Regions from separate parts of the Mus musculus genome. Here region 1 is linked to region 2. The links are chromatin contacts, called in public HiChIP or PLAC-seq maps. All regions are on one chromosome and are shown on one strand. Each heading gives the region's core, a stretch centred on a gene start, on an enhancer-like site or on the middle of the called end of the contact. The rest is flanking DNA. Distances are from core to core; before and after follow the strand shown.

Evidence for each region. HiChIP or PLAC-seq counts read pairs in DNA pulled down with a chosen protein or histone mark.
Region 1: a contact with region 2 is called in a BATF HiChIP or PLAC-seq map of CD8 T cells, with 11 read pairs. The contact joins the promoter of Hdac7 here to the enhancer-like site in region 2. A contact is called at or near these places in 2 of 39 promoter capture datasets (embryonic stem cells and pre-B cells), 5 of 15 datasets of contacts at CTCF or cohesin (CD8 T cells, the G1E-ER4 cell line, the NIH/3T3 cell line and 2 more), 37 of 484 Hi-C or Micro-C datasets (B cells, the Ba/F3 cell line, CD4 T cells and 19 more), 14 of 115 datasets of contacts at active chromatin or transcription factors (the 230-238 cell line, CD8 T cells, the SCID.adh cell line and 8 more) and 2 of 9 other capture datasets (adipose tissue and liver).

What each region holds. Positions count from the first base shown.
Region 1 is chr15:97,829,990-97,836,360 of GRCm38.p6, reverse strand. It overlaps Hdac7 (histone deacetylase 7), which reads left to right and starts at 4,866. Exons shown (of 25, transcript NM_001378971.1): 1 at 4,866-5,002. The coding sequence starts at 4,984. Gm33636 (a long non-coding RNA gene) reads right to left here and starts at 5,675. Exons shown (of 4, transcript XR_001781759.2): 1 at 5,056-5,675.
Region 2 is chr15:97,666,007-97,672,412 of GRCm38.p6, reverse strand. No RefSeq gene overlaps it. Among named protein-coding and RNA genes, the nearest start is that of Rpap3, 37 kb to the left of the region's middle. Within about 2 kb of position 4,817, at least 56 of the 459 cell types and tissues checked have an H3K27ac peak or open chromatin away from gene starts, as enhancers often do. A contact at or near this core is called in the Ba/F3 cell line, CD8 T cells, the N1E-115 cell line and 8 more, where this site is marked.

The DNA.
Region 1 (6,371 bases), core at 3,617-6,116, 160 kb before region 2:
TGGGCCCACGTGACTGGGCTCAGTGAGACGGAAAACTGGCTATCGGGAGTGACAAACAGGGATCAAAAGAAACCTCAAGTAACCAGGCTACACCGGAGCTGGAGACCGCGGCATAGCTTCTCTCCAGTTTGGAGCCGTTACACAGGCTCCGAGTCAGATATATTAGGATCAGGCCACTTGCTGGCTCTGTGGCCTTGGGCAAATTGTTTGCTCTTTCTGTCCTCTGCTTGGCACACTAAAGCATTGGTACCCGAGGGAGAGGTAAGGGAGGGTTCCTGAGCAGCACGGGGTGCACAGGCTTTTATTTATTTATTTATTTATTTATTTATTTATTTATTTATTTGTGTGTGTGTGTGTGTGTGTGTGTGTGTGTGTGTGTGTGTGTGTGTGTGTGTTTGTATAGAGAACTATAGAACTCCCTGAACCTGGAGTTACAGGCAGTTATGAGCCACCTGAGTGGATTCTGGGAGCTGAACTCAAGCTCTCTGCAGGGACCCCGAGCACTCTTAACTACTGAACCATCTCTTTGGTCTCTTTTTTTATTTTATTTTATTTTGTATGTATGCGCAAGTGCATGCATATGTGCGTTGTGGTGTGTGTGTGTGGTGTGTGTGTGTGTGTGTGTGTGTGTGTCTGTGCACATTAGCACGCGCATGCATGTGCAAGCACGCGCGCTCACACACACACACACACACACAAATACACACGCATACATGTCTGGTATTTGGATGTGTGTAGGTGCATATGTGTACAGGTTTATACATCGGCAGGTGCATGGAGAGGCCTGAAGGTAGCACGGTGTCTTCCTTAATGGATCTGCTCTTCGCTTCTGTTTATTGAGGCAGGGTCTTTTGTTGAACCTGGAGCTAGCTAGCCAGCTCGATGACCACCTTCCTCCGAGAGAGTCCCGACTCTGCCTCCAGAATGCTAGGATTACAGGCAGCTGCCACACCTGTCAGCTTTTCTATGGGTTGTGGGGATTCGAACTCTCCTCCTCACGCCTGCACATCAAGCTGTCCACTGAACCTGGTTCCATCTCTTAGGCCTGCTTCTTCTACTTGTTATTTCTAGTCCCAGGAAACCCTTTATTTGAAGTTGAAGACTTAACCTACCCTGTTAATCTGAAAGTCAAAAAGCAGTTAGGACTTGATCCTGGATTCAACCTAATTCCATGCAATGCTGCTGCCTGCGGACTGGGTGGGTGGGTGTGGGGCTGGGGAGTGAGCACACCCTGGCTGGCTTTGTGAGGCATGTGGGAGAGTAAGTGCAGGTTGGGGTAGCTGCAGTCAGCACCTGTAGAAGGCTCGCACAGGTTTGGTTGCTAGTGCCTTGACACTCAGGTTACTTCTCTGCAACTTTGAGTCTCGGTCTTAAGTGGGCTCCCAACAGCATTTGTTGAATGAGCAGATGGCTTCTAAGTTGTTGAGCAACTTTGGTCGGGTTTCTTCACCTTTATGGGCCATACTCGATTTATGAGCATAACAAGGATAATTAAGACTAAGAGATGGCAGGTGTGTGTGTGTGTGTGTGTGTGTGTGTGTGTGTGTAGCAGCTGGAGAGATGGCTCAGTGGCTAAGAACACTTGTTGCTCTTGCAGAGAACCGGGGTTCAGTAACTAATATCCACATAAAAGCTCACAACCATGGGTAGATTAACTACAGTTCCAGTGGATCTGACAAACCTTCCTGGTTCCAGGCGGGCAGACAACCTCTACTGTCCTCTTTGACCACCATATATGCATACGTGCTTGCAGACCAAATACTCGTATGCATAATATAAAACTAAACAAATCTTCAAAACATAGAAGAAGAATTAATGACCTGATACTTGCCCAAAGGCCAGAGTGGGACTCTTTGTAAACACTTGGTAAAAGGTAGCCCACCAAGGCAAGAAGAGAAGAAAGGGGAAAGAAAAGGATGTGGAGGCCTTAAGTGGACAGAAAACAGAAAGGGGTATGCAGGCTTTTTGTTGTCCAGTGACCCCCAGGGAGAGCTTTGAACAACTCATGGCAGATCCTACAGGACCAGTCCCTCCACGAATACACCCCCCCCCCCCCCTGACAGAGTTTCTCTATGTAGCCCTGGCTGTCCTGGAACTAGCTCTGTAGACCAGGCTAATAATGAACTCATGGAGTCCCACCTGCCTCTGCCTCTACCTCTGCCTGTCTGCCTGTCTGCCTGTCTGCCTGTCTGCCTGTCTGCCTGTCTGCCTGTCTCTTATACCTGGTATTCAGCTGAGCAGGCTGTGAGAAGTCTGGATGCAAGGGCTCTTGAGAAATTGCCCGTGGTAGCCATCATAGCAAGGAGGTAGCTTGGATTTTTCTGTCGTATATCTATCTCTAGAGGTCCCAGGAGGCTAACATGTGCCACCAGGGAACATGGAACTTAGCATTGGCTTGGGAATCCATTGTGAGGCAGGGGATATTGGAGTCATAGGTAACTCTGGCAGCATCCCAGAAACATCTGGCTCAGCACCCCAGAAACATACCGCAAGTGCTGGTCTCCTCTCTGCCTACATTTTGCAGGCAGTGAGTCCTGATGTGAACCGAAAGCCACAGGTGACCATTGTGAGCATAGACGGGTGGTGAGCATAGATGGGTGGCCACACATCTTTATCCCAATCACTCAGAAGTCAGTGGTTAGACTGAAGAGAAGAGGTAGCTTCAGGAGCAGATGCACGGATGCTGCGCCAGTAGAAATTAACGAACAAGAAATTCAGCACAGAAACAGCTTTAGGAAAGGAAGATGTGGGGGCAATGTACGGTTACAGGAGGAGAGAGATAACAAGAGAGATTGGGGGTCCTCTGTACACAGGTTTCTTTTTTCCCCTGAAGTCTGTAACCCTCACGGAAGTCGTTGGAAGTAGAGTGCTCTGGTTTGGAAAGACAGCTCAGTGGATGAGGAAGTGTCTAGCAGAGCCAGAATGGACAACTTCCGACAGAGGGTCTATTAGAGATGTCTAGCTGGAGGGAGATCTTGGAAGGTCATGAATATTCATGAGTCAATGAAGAACTCGGAAGCCACGCTGAGGCAGTGCTTCCAAGCTAGGTACCTTGAACACTTGTGATAAAGAAGAGATTCAGACTCATAGACTAGACAGCTGAGGGTCAGTGCGGCTGGGAGAAAATCAGTGCTGGGGTGGAGTCCTTCAAGGGAAAGAAAATCCTTCCGGCTGAGGCTACAGAAATCGTGAAACATTTCAGAGGAGATGAAGGGATTTCAACAACAGAAGGGAGAAAGGTAGAGCGGCATTTACTCTGTAGGGAGTGTCTTAGGCCAAGGCAAGGAAGTGGGTAAGTATGGGGACATGAACAGCTAGCTGACAGGGCTGGCTGTGGTAGTAATAACGGTAACTACCTCTGAGCAAAGTACCAGGAGACACTGGGCAGGGATGTGTGTGGTGCCACATTGCAAGAGGCCATGGATGCTAGGGCAAGGTTGTAGTACCCATTAACAGGTACAGAGGAGTTACACTTAGCAGCTGAACAAGGGCACATGAGTCTAGACCTGTGTGTGACCTAGCAACATGGCCAACGTCCCTCTAGGCCACTCAAGACTCTGGCTTCCAAGATATCACATCTCTAGGTCTGCCTCATTTTCCCCTTCTAAAGGTTCTTGGAGTTCCGAGGACTCAGAGAGTAGATTGGGACCAGAAGGAAGCTGCCTTTCAGTGGCGGGCACCTCAAGGGCAGGGGAGCATAGTGTTCCTGGTGAATGACCGCTCTCCCTTCCCAGTTTTCTGACCTGCCAAATTGCTGGAGGCAACAGGACTGACAGGCCAAGCCAGGAAACTCAGTGGGAAGGTCCTCGGCCCCTGACCCTTGAATCTGACCTCCTCCCGTCTAAGATGGGGGAGAGGCAGGGAGGGCTTCAGTGCAAAGCCAGTCCTCAGCTGAGTTTATTAGCTGAGGGAGGGCTGGAGGCGGCTGCATTCCGACTCACAGACTGGAACATTTCTGTGATCCGCTGTAATGCACTGGGGGACACTGGGCACATTGCTGAAGTTTGACTCATAGGGTCCAGGAGTGGGGGGGCAAAGGAGGGTCATTGTGGAGGGAGAGGAATGGAAGAGGAAGAGGAGAGGATGGAAGGAAATCCCTTGAGAAAAATTTTTTTTAAGTTTCGAAAACTGCACCACCCCCCATCCCCTTTTTTTTTTCTTTTAATAGGAACAGACTGGACCCTTCTGCTCCCCTCAGCAGACAGTGGGGGCGGGGGGTGCCACTGGGGTTGGACTGGCAGTGGTTCAAATCAGATCCTGAAGTGTTCCTGAGGAGAGTCGTGTGTGTGTGTGTGTGTGTGTGTGTGTGTGTGTGTGTGGTGTGTGTGTGTTAGGATGGGGCAGGGGTGTCCGTCTGGGATTCCTTGCTCGAGACTCCAAGCGTGCCCTGCTCTCCCTGTGTGTAGCGCTGCCCTCGTTGACTTAAGTGTGTAGATGTGTGCACAGGAGTCCTTCCCCGAAGCGTAAAGCACCCTGGCTTGTGTAAACATGGATGCACGCCCGTGTACGCTGTGTATGCACGGGTGCGTGCACTCAGGTATCTGGGTTTCCGGGAATTGTGCGCGGGGCGCAGCGCCGCGCGGCGGCTGGGGCTTCCGCGGCCGCGCGCGGGTCCGGCCGCGTCCCGCGTTCCGGGTTCGGCGCTGCCTCCCGGGCGGTGAGCCGCGCCCCGCCGCGATCGGTGTCTGCCGCCAGGCTGTGTGCTGCTGAGCGAAGCCCGGGTGGTGTGTCCCAGGGCCGCCAGCGCCGGCCCCCTCCCTCCCCTCCCCCTTGGCCCGCTCTCAGACTCAGATAAAGCATTTCCTTCCATTGTCATCCTACCCGGCCGGCCAGGCTGCCAGGGCCCTCCCCCTCCCGGCCCCCTCCCTTCCTCTCGCCGTCTCACAGTCGCTCTGCAGCCTCCGGCGACCGGGGGGATGTGAGGCCGGCGCCCCGGCCCCCCGCCCGCCATGAGCCCCCGGCTCTGAGGGCCCCGGCCCCTGGATGCACAGCCCCGGCGCGGGTGAGTACCGGGCGGCCACCCCCTCCCCGTCCGCCCCGCCCTGCGCGCGGCACCCTGCGCTGCTCGCCCCGGCTCCCGCTCCGGCTGCGGCTGGGTCTCCGGCCGGTCCGGCTGGCCGGGTCCTCCGCGCGCCCTGGACCGCGCCCGCTCGCCCGGGCTCTGGCCCGCTCGCTGCCCCGGCTGGTTCCGGGGCCGAAGGGCTCCGGCCTCCTGCGGGGCGCCCACATCCGCCCGCTCCCGGGCAGCGACAGGCCCCGGGGAGGCAGTGGGAGGCCCGGGGCCGCCTGTGCAAGGGCCGGGCGTCCCGTCACCCTCCTCCCCGGGATCCGGGAGGCACGGCCGGCCGCCGAGGCCCGGGAGGGGGCGGTGCTCCGGGACCAAAGGTTTGGAAGCGGGAGGGCAAAGGCTAGGACCCACTGAACTGGCGCAGAACTTGCAGGGCTGGACATCAGCGCCCCTGTCTTGTAGAACTGGGCAGGGCCCTACTCAGATCCTGTAGCTGAGGGAAACGTCCCCTGGAGGGGTACTGGGCTGGGAGATTTCTCTGAGCATCACCCCTTATCCTTGATCACCCATCATAGAGAGACAGACACTGTGTTCAGCCTAGCAGTGAGGACAGTTAAAGGCGTGGGGAAGTGGGGGCCGCAGGCTGAGTACTGAGAGAGGTAGGGAGGTGGGGAGCTGGATCTAGCCCCCCCACCCCCACCCACCCCCAGTCTGATAGTACTGAGAAGTATGAGAACCCGGGCAAATCTGGCAACTGAACTGTCTTTTCGCCACTGCGATTTCTCCGCCAATTGAGTTGGAAGAAAAACCTAAGTCCTGCATGCAGGTCGCTTAATGAGTCCCACTTATTTCTCACTGGCTGCCGGTTTGGGGCCGACTTAGGGCTGACCATTGGTTCCCTGAACTATCCTTGCTGGCTGTCCAGCACTCCCCCAAAGCATCCTGCATCATCTGGCGGGGTTGGCTTGCTGCTAAGTATCCCTTCCCACATCCCAACGCAGCATCTGCTTGAGGCCCAGTTCTGCCTGCCAAAGTTTCAGGGTGATAATAGGACATTGGCCCTCGGTGGCCCTGGAGGGAGTGCAACATCTGGAATCAGGAGCTAGTCCTCCAGACTTTTACCTAGATTTGCTCAAATTCCATTGCAGACTGTCACTTTGGTTGGTTTCTATCCTCTAACTTGTACTTAGGTGACCCATTTCTTCCCAAGAGGACCCCCATGGGCTGCGGTCGTGCCTCCCCTCTGTGCCAACCTTCCGAGCCTCTTCTCCATCCGCCGCAAATCATCCTTCACTCTTAACCTCCTTGCTCTCTGCAGCCTCACGTCTCCCCTCAGTAACTAAGTACTTTTCTTCTTTACAGT
Region 2 (6,406 bases), core at 3,568-6,067:
TTGCCACATCAGGTCTTATAGACGTCTCTTTGTGGCCTTTTCTTTGCCTGCTCTTGAGAGCGCAGGCTGAGCTGGTGACAGAGAAGGAGAAACAGAGAAGGGTGGTTACCATGGAGACTGGCAGTAGGCAGGGTTTGACAGTAGGCTGAGCAGCAGCCTTGGCTCTGGTTTCAAGTAGCAGCTTGATGGTTGGAAAAGCTCAGGCCTTGGGCCTTGACTTGACAGGCGAGGGTCCTGCAGGTGCCCACTGGGAACCTAACAGTATCGATACCACACTCGCTGCCTCATAGCTTGACAGCTGAAAACCACAGATGCCCATAAGCACCCCACACTAGGACTTGATGCTGCCCAGCTCATGAGCCTCATACCTGGCTCTCTAGAACAAAGTACTGACAACTGATGTTTGGGTGCGGAAGATTGGCGGTACATAAGCCTTAGAGGCCTGTGGTCATGCGACAGGTGCAGAAGCATCAGTCGTCAGAGGACTCTGTACTAGCAATATCCCCTGGGATCAAATCCCTCTGTGCCTCCCGTGTGGTGCCTCATATTGCATTGATTCTGCCCAGAAATCCCACCTGTCCATTGAGTCCCTGCTCCCTGTGGCAGAGGATGCCTGACTCATCCCAGCCATGCTCAGCGTCCAGTTCCCGAATGGCCCTCTAGATGCCTCAGACCTTGAGTAGAGGCAGGTGCCTCAGCTGTATACCCTGGCTCTCACAGGCTGTCTCCAAGAAGCAAGTACTCTCGAGTGATCACAGTGGGCACTAACAACCAAATAGCCTTTGAGGAGTGTAAGAGGCCAAGGAGGAAGAAGAGAACAAACAAAAGATGGCAGATGGGGAGAGAGCAGACTGGGAGAAGCCAGAGAAGACAATCTGCATCGCTTCTTGCCAAGAGTTCCAAAGGACACACATCCTTGAGGCTGAGACCTGTGCCACTGGCTGCCGTAGCCAAGGGTCCCTGTAGCCGATCTATAGGTACAGGGAGGGCAATGGTTCTGGTATGTAGACTTCCACGAGAGCTGCCATATTAGAGGCCATTGCTCGTTCCTATATCACTTGCCCACTCTAGTCCCTTGCAGCTGTTAAGTCTCAAGGGGGTGAGAAAGTTCTAGAAGTTCATATTTGAAGAGTTTCTTGTCTACCCATGGTTTCTCTCCAAGCAGAGCAAAAACCTTTCAGCCACTGACTGGTGAGAAGAGCTCAGTACTTGGTGTTCCGCATCCAGTGGGCTGTATGTCTGTCTGTTCAGGGTAATGCCTAGGATACAAGGGTTGGCGAGATGGCTCTGTGGGTAAAGGTACTTGCAGCCAAGTCTGATGACCTGAGTTCGATACCCAGAACCCATGGAGTGGAAGAAGAGAACTGACTCCCACAGGAGTGCCTCTGAACCTCCACAGTGCAACACACACGCACACCACACACACACACACACACACACACACACACACACACATAAAATAAAAATTAGGAAATAGACCTTTGTCTTCCTGGTCAGGTCCTCATAGTGTATCATCAGATACCGTGGTCTTTGAAGACTGCGGGAGGCTAGTGATGGTTCATTTCAACTTCCAACATGAAATCTAGAGTCATCTGGGAGATGGGCCAGCCTCTGAGCATGCCCCAGGGAGATTATCTTGGTTGCATTATTTGAGCCAGGAAGCTCCACCCACTGTCGGTTGCACCATTCCCAGCCTGGGCTCCTGGACTGCGGACATGGAGAAAGACCCATTGTCTTCTTTCTCAGATGTTTCTTCTGTCAAAGTCTTTTTTTATTAGGAAAGTAACTAGGATCCTGGGGAACTGTCGTGGGCTAGGCTGGATTGAAGACTGTCCAGAGGCCCTGATGATAGGACGTGGGCATCCTGCCATCAGCCAATCCAGGGTTGTGCCATGCAAGGCACACTATGGATGGATGCTAGGGCCTGGGGCGGGCAAGGACAGTAATCCAGGAACTGGCACTTGGCATTTTCCTCACGTGTGTGTATGTGACTGAATGTTGCAGACACTGAGGTGTGAAATGCTTTGTTTGCCATCCCATAATGTACCTTGCCAAAGTGGAATTTGGGATATTTTGAGCACCCTATAATTCTACCATCTGACATTCTTCACCCTCTGTTTGAGGAATAAAAGAACTGTACCGTTAATAAACTTGCTGGCCTGGGTCTTCAGCCCCTCAGCCCTCCTGACCCCAGCTTTTGACTCTTTCCCTTTGTTATCTCTTTATTTTCCATCCTGCCCCTCCCCCTCGGGACTTGCTCAGAGCCACAGTGTGGCTGGTCCAGGTTCCTGGGCATGGAGAAGTTCTCACACATTTTGGTGAGCGAGGCCGCATTCAGGTTGTAGGGTGTGCTGGCTGCTTTTATGTCAGCTCGACACAGCCCAGAGTCATCAGAGAGGAGGGAGCCTCAGCTGAGAAAATGGCTCCATGGGATCCAGCTGTAGGGCATTTTCTCAATTGGTGATCAATGGGAGAGGGCCCAGTCCACTGTAGCTGGGGAAACCCCTGGGCTGAGGGGTCCTGGGTTCTATCAGAAAGCAGGCTGAGCAAGCCATGAGGAGCAAGCCAGTAAGCAGCACCCTCCATGGCCTCTGCATCAGTCCCTGCCTCCAGGTTCCTGCCCTGTGTGAGCTTGTGTCCTGGCTTCCCTTGATGATGGCCAACTATGAGAACGTGTGAGCGGAATAAACTCTTTCCTCCCCTGCTCCCTTTAGAAGCCCTAACTAAGACAAGCTAATACCAGCATAGTGGGGTTTTGCTGCGGCAGACCTGCTTTTGGAAGGACTGTAGAAGTCTCCTTTGGGAGGGGGTTTTATGATCCTGTTCTGGATTTTAGGGTCCGTCTCTGGAGCTGATGGTCTTATCACCTAATTTCTGGGACTTACAGTTTGTTCCTGGAGCTGGTGCCTTACGGCCTTTTTTTTTTTTTTTCAAAATCAGGCCTGGTCTTTAAATGTAGAGGCTTTAAGTGCATGGATTGAATGCTTATATCCACCTCAGATCTGTACATTAAAACCCCAGAGCCTCAGTGTGTAGCATTTGGAGATGGAGCCTCTGGGAGATGGATGATCTGTCACAAGGCTAGATTGATGAGACTAGTGCTCTTAGGACAGGAGAAGAGGAGAGGAGAGGAGAGGAGAGGGGAGGGGAGGGGAGGGGAGGGGAGGGGAGAGGAGGAGAGGGGAGAAGAGGGGAGGGGAGAGGAGGGGAGAGGAGAGGAGAGGAGAGAGGAGAGGAGAGGAGAGGAGAGGAGAGGAGAGGGGAGGAGGGGAGAGGAGGGAAGAGGAGAGGAGAGGAGAGGAGAGGAGGGGAGAGGGGAGGAGGGGAGGGGAGGGGAGAGGAGAGGAGAGGGGAGAGGAGGGGAGGGGAGAGGAGAGAGGAGAGTGGAGGGGAGGAGGGGAGAGGAGAGGAGAGGAGAGGAGGGGAGAGGAGAGGAGGGGAGAGGAGAGGAGGGGAGAGGAGGGGAGAGGGGAGGGGAGGGGAGGGGAGGGGAGGGGAGGGCAGGGGGAGGGGAGGGGAGGGGAGGAGAGGAGAGGAGAGGAGAGGGCTTCCTCTTCCTCTCTTGAGCTTACCCTCTCCCTCTACACTGCGGGAATGCAGCAAGATGGTTGCCTGCAGTCAGAGGGACCTGCATCAGGCATGGGGTCACAGCATCTGGGACCAGAGGAGAGGGACCCTGTAGTCTCCCCTCCCCCAGCCTGAAACCTGCTTGCTCGGGGGTGGAGCTTCCTGCTCAATCTTTCTGCCACGCCCACCGCTGGAACCTGCCGCTTTGCTACTGGACCCCGAGATTATTTGGCGGGAATTGGGCCCCCTTCCCCTGCTTCATAACTGCGTGCAGAACAGTAAAATTGAGCTTTGATCAGAATGCCTGTCTAAGCTGCATTTCTTTCTCTCGCCGCCTAGCCCCTCTTCTCTTCCAGGTTTCCAAAATGCCTTTCCAGGCTAGAACCCAGGTTGTGATCTACTGGCCAGACACAACAGGACCCTCACCAGGCACCAGATTGGAGCATTAGTGACCAATAGGACCTTCACCAGGCACGGGGTCACAGCATCTATGACCAGAGGGACCTTCACCAATCACGGGGCCCATGGTAGTATCAGTGACCAGATGGACCTTCCCCAAGCACCGCGTCTACAGTATCACGATCTTTTCTTTTCAGCCCCCAGAACAGAATGCTTGCTTCTAAGCCGCTTAATTGTTTATTATTTTTAAAGCAAACCTGAGCAAAGGCGAGTGGGGACTAGGAAGAATCTGCTCTCTGTGTGGTTATGAGGTTATGCAGAAAGTGGCTTCCACAGGGCAGTGCTTAGTTAGATATTCACGAAACAAGAGAACAATGAAGGAATCCAAATGCCGTGGAATGGGGTCTCCAGACGGAGAGCCTTTGAACGTGCACAAAGCCCTTGCCTGAACATTAAAGACCTTTTCTCATTGTTAAGGAGTATTAGTTCAATTCTCTTGTATAAGATCATGTTCAGAGAGCCACTCCTCTCAAACGTGTTTTGAACACTGAGTGAGAAAGAACACGATTTGCATTTCTGTTTCTCGGTAGAGCTCTCTTTTGTGGGTCACACCACTTCAAATGGACTTAATCATAACGTGTTATTGCTCCAACCGTGTGTTAGTCACTGGACCCGGAGCTTTGCATATAATGTTTAAACTCAGAAAATAAGAGGAGAACAGGTTGTCCTGGGGGTCATGCAGAGGCTACCACGATTTAGACGTCTATGTTCTTTCTTCTGTTTCACTCGGTGACAAAAGCTGACCTTGAGAACACAAAGACACAACAGCTAGAGTTTCCCAGGCTGGCTGTTGGCGTTCTGTTGGCATTACTGCCACCTGCTGGCCATTCAGAAAATAGCAGCACATTTTGTCCACATTTGTTAGCAACCATGAAAGTGAATTTAATTTCTTAGTAAGATGGACTGCTGAATTTGTAAGTCTTTAGTGTGTTGCATTAGTCAGAATGAATACACACACACACACACATGTGCGCGTGTGTGCGTGTGCATGTGCACGCACATGCATGTATATACATATATGTATATTGGAGTCCTGGAGGATCTGAAGAGCTGCTGGCTTTCAGTCTGTGTTGAGAACCTAAAGAAGTTGGATTGAATGCCAGCAGCAACAAGATAGATGAGCTTGCCCAGGAGAGCAAAGTTTCCTTCTTCTGTGTCCTTTATGCAGGCTGCCACCAGAATTGTAGCTCAGATTCAGGGTGGGCCTTTCTGCTTCAAATAATCTGATTAAGAAAATTCCTCATGGGCTGGAGAGATGGCTCAGCAGTTAAGAGCGCTGACTGCTCTTCCTAAGATCCTGAGTTCAAGTCCCAGCAACCACATGGTGGCTCACAACCATCTGTAATGAGATCTGACTCCCTCTTCTGGAGTGTCTGAAGGCAGCTACAGTGTACTTACATATAAATAAATAAATAAATAAATAAATAAATAAATAAATAAATATTAAAAAAAAAAAAAGAAGAAAATTCCTCACAAGAATGCCGGTAGCCTGGGTTTTGGCTGATTCTAGGTACAGTCAAGTTGACAAACAAGATTAGTATCAGATATAAATAGTAAAAATTAGGATATGACTTTTGAATGTGTTATTCAGAAAAAGGACAAAGTGAGTCCCGGGTAGGGTGGGGTGGGGGTGGACATTGGGGGCTGTGACAGAAACAGCTCGTTCTCTCATTTACACAAGAGGCATCTCACAGAGGCTGCATCCGTGTACATCCATCACGATGGTGGTACAGCTAACATCCGTGCCAGCCATGATGGCGGTACAGCTAAAAAGCCAGCACACAGAGAGGGCTGTGGGACTCACCCTGCCCTTGGGCCATAGGCAGGTCAGACAGAGAAGCTGAGTTCCTGGTGCCTTGCCCAGACAGGCGCACAGCTCGAGGCTCACGACCAGTGTCCAGTCGTGGCTAGGCTGGCACGCTGTCTGCCCACCCCAAAGTAGATGTGTATCAGGTCTTTCCAGAGACTTGGAGGGTGTTTTGAAGAAGCAAACCCCCAATATATTTCAGTACATACCTCCACCCCAACCCCCGGTTTAAAATAAACATCATAGTGGACTTTGAAAAGGAAGAAATATCCTGAAAATACAGGTGGGAAGGAGCCGGTGAAAAGGCTCCTTTTTAACGGCGCTGAAGGTGGTGCGGTTGGACAGTGGCTAAATGTCTCTGGTGACTGTCGGGCTGTTAATATGCTGGAGGGCAGTGATGGCACAAGCCTTTAATCCCAGCACTTGGGAGGCTGAGGCCGAGGAAATTCCACGTCCTTAACAATGGGAGAATCTTGAAAAGACAAAGCCCTGAAAGAGAAAGAAGGCAGGAAGTGGGTCTGACGTGCGCCAACCGAGTTTCGGGTTTTGTTTTGTTTCTTTTTTCTTTTTCGA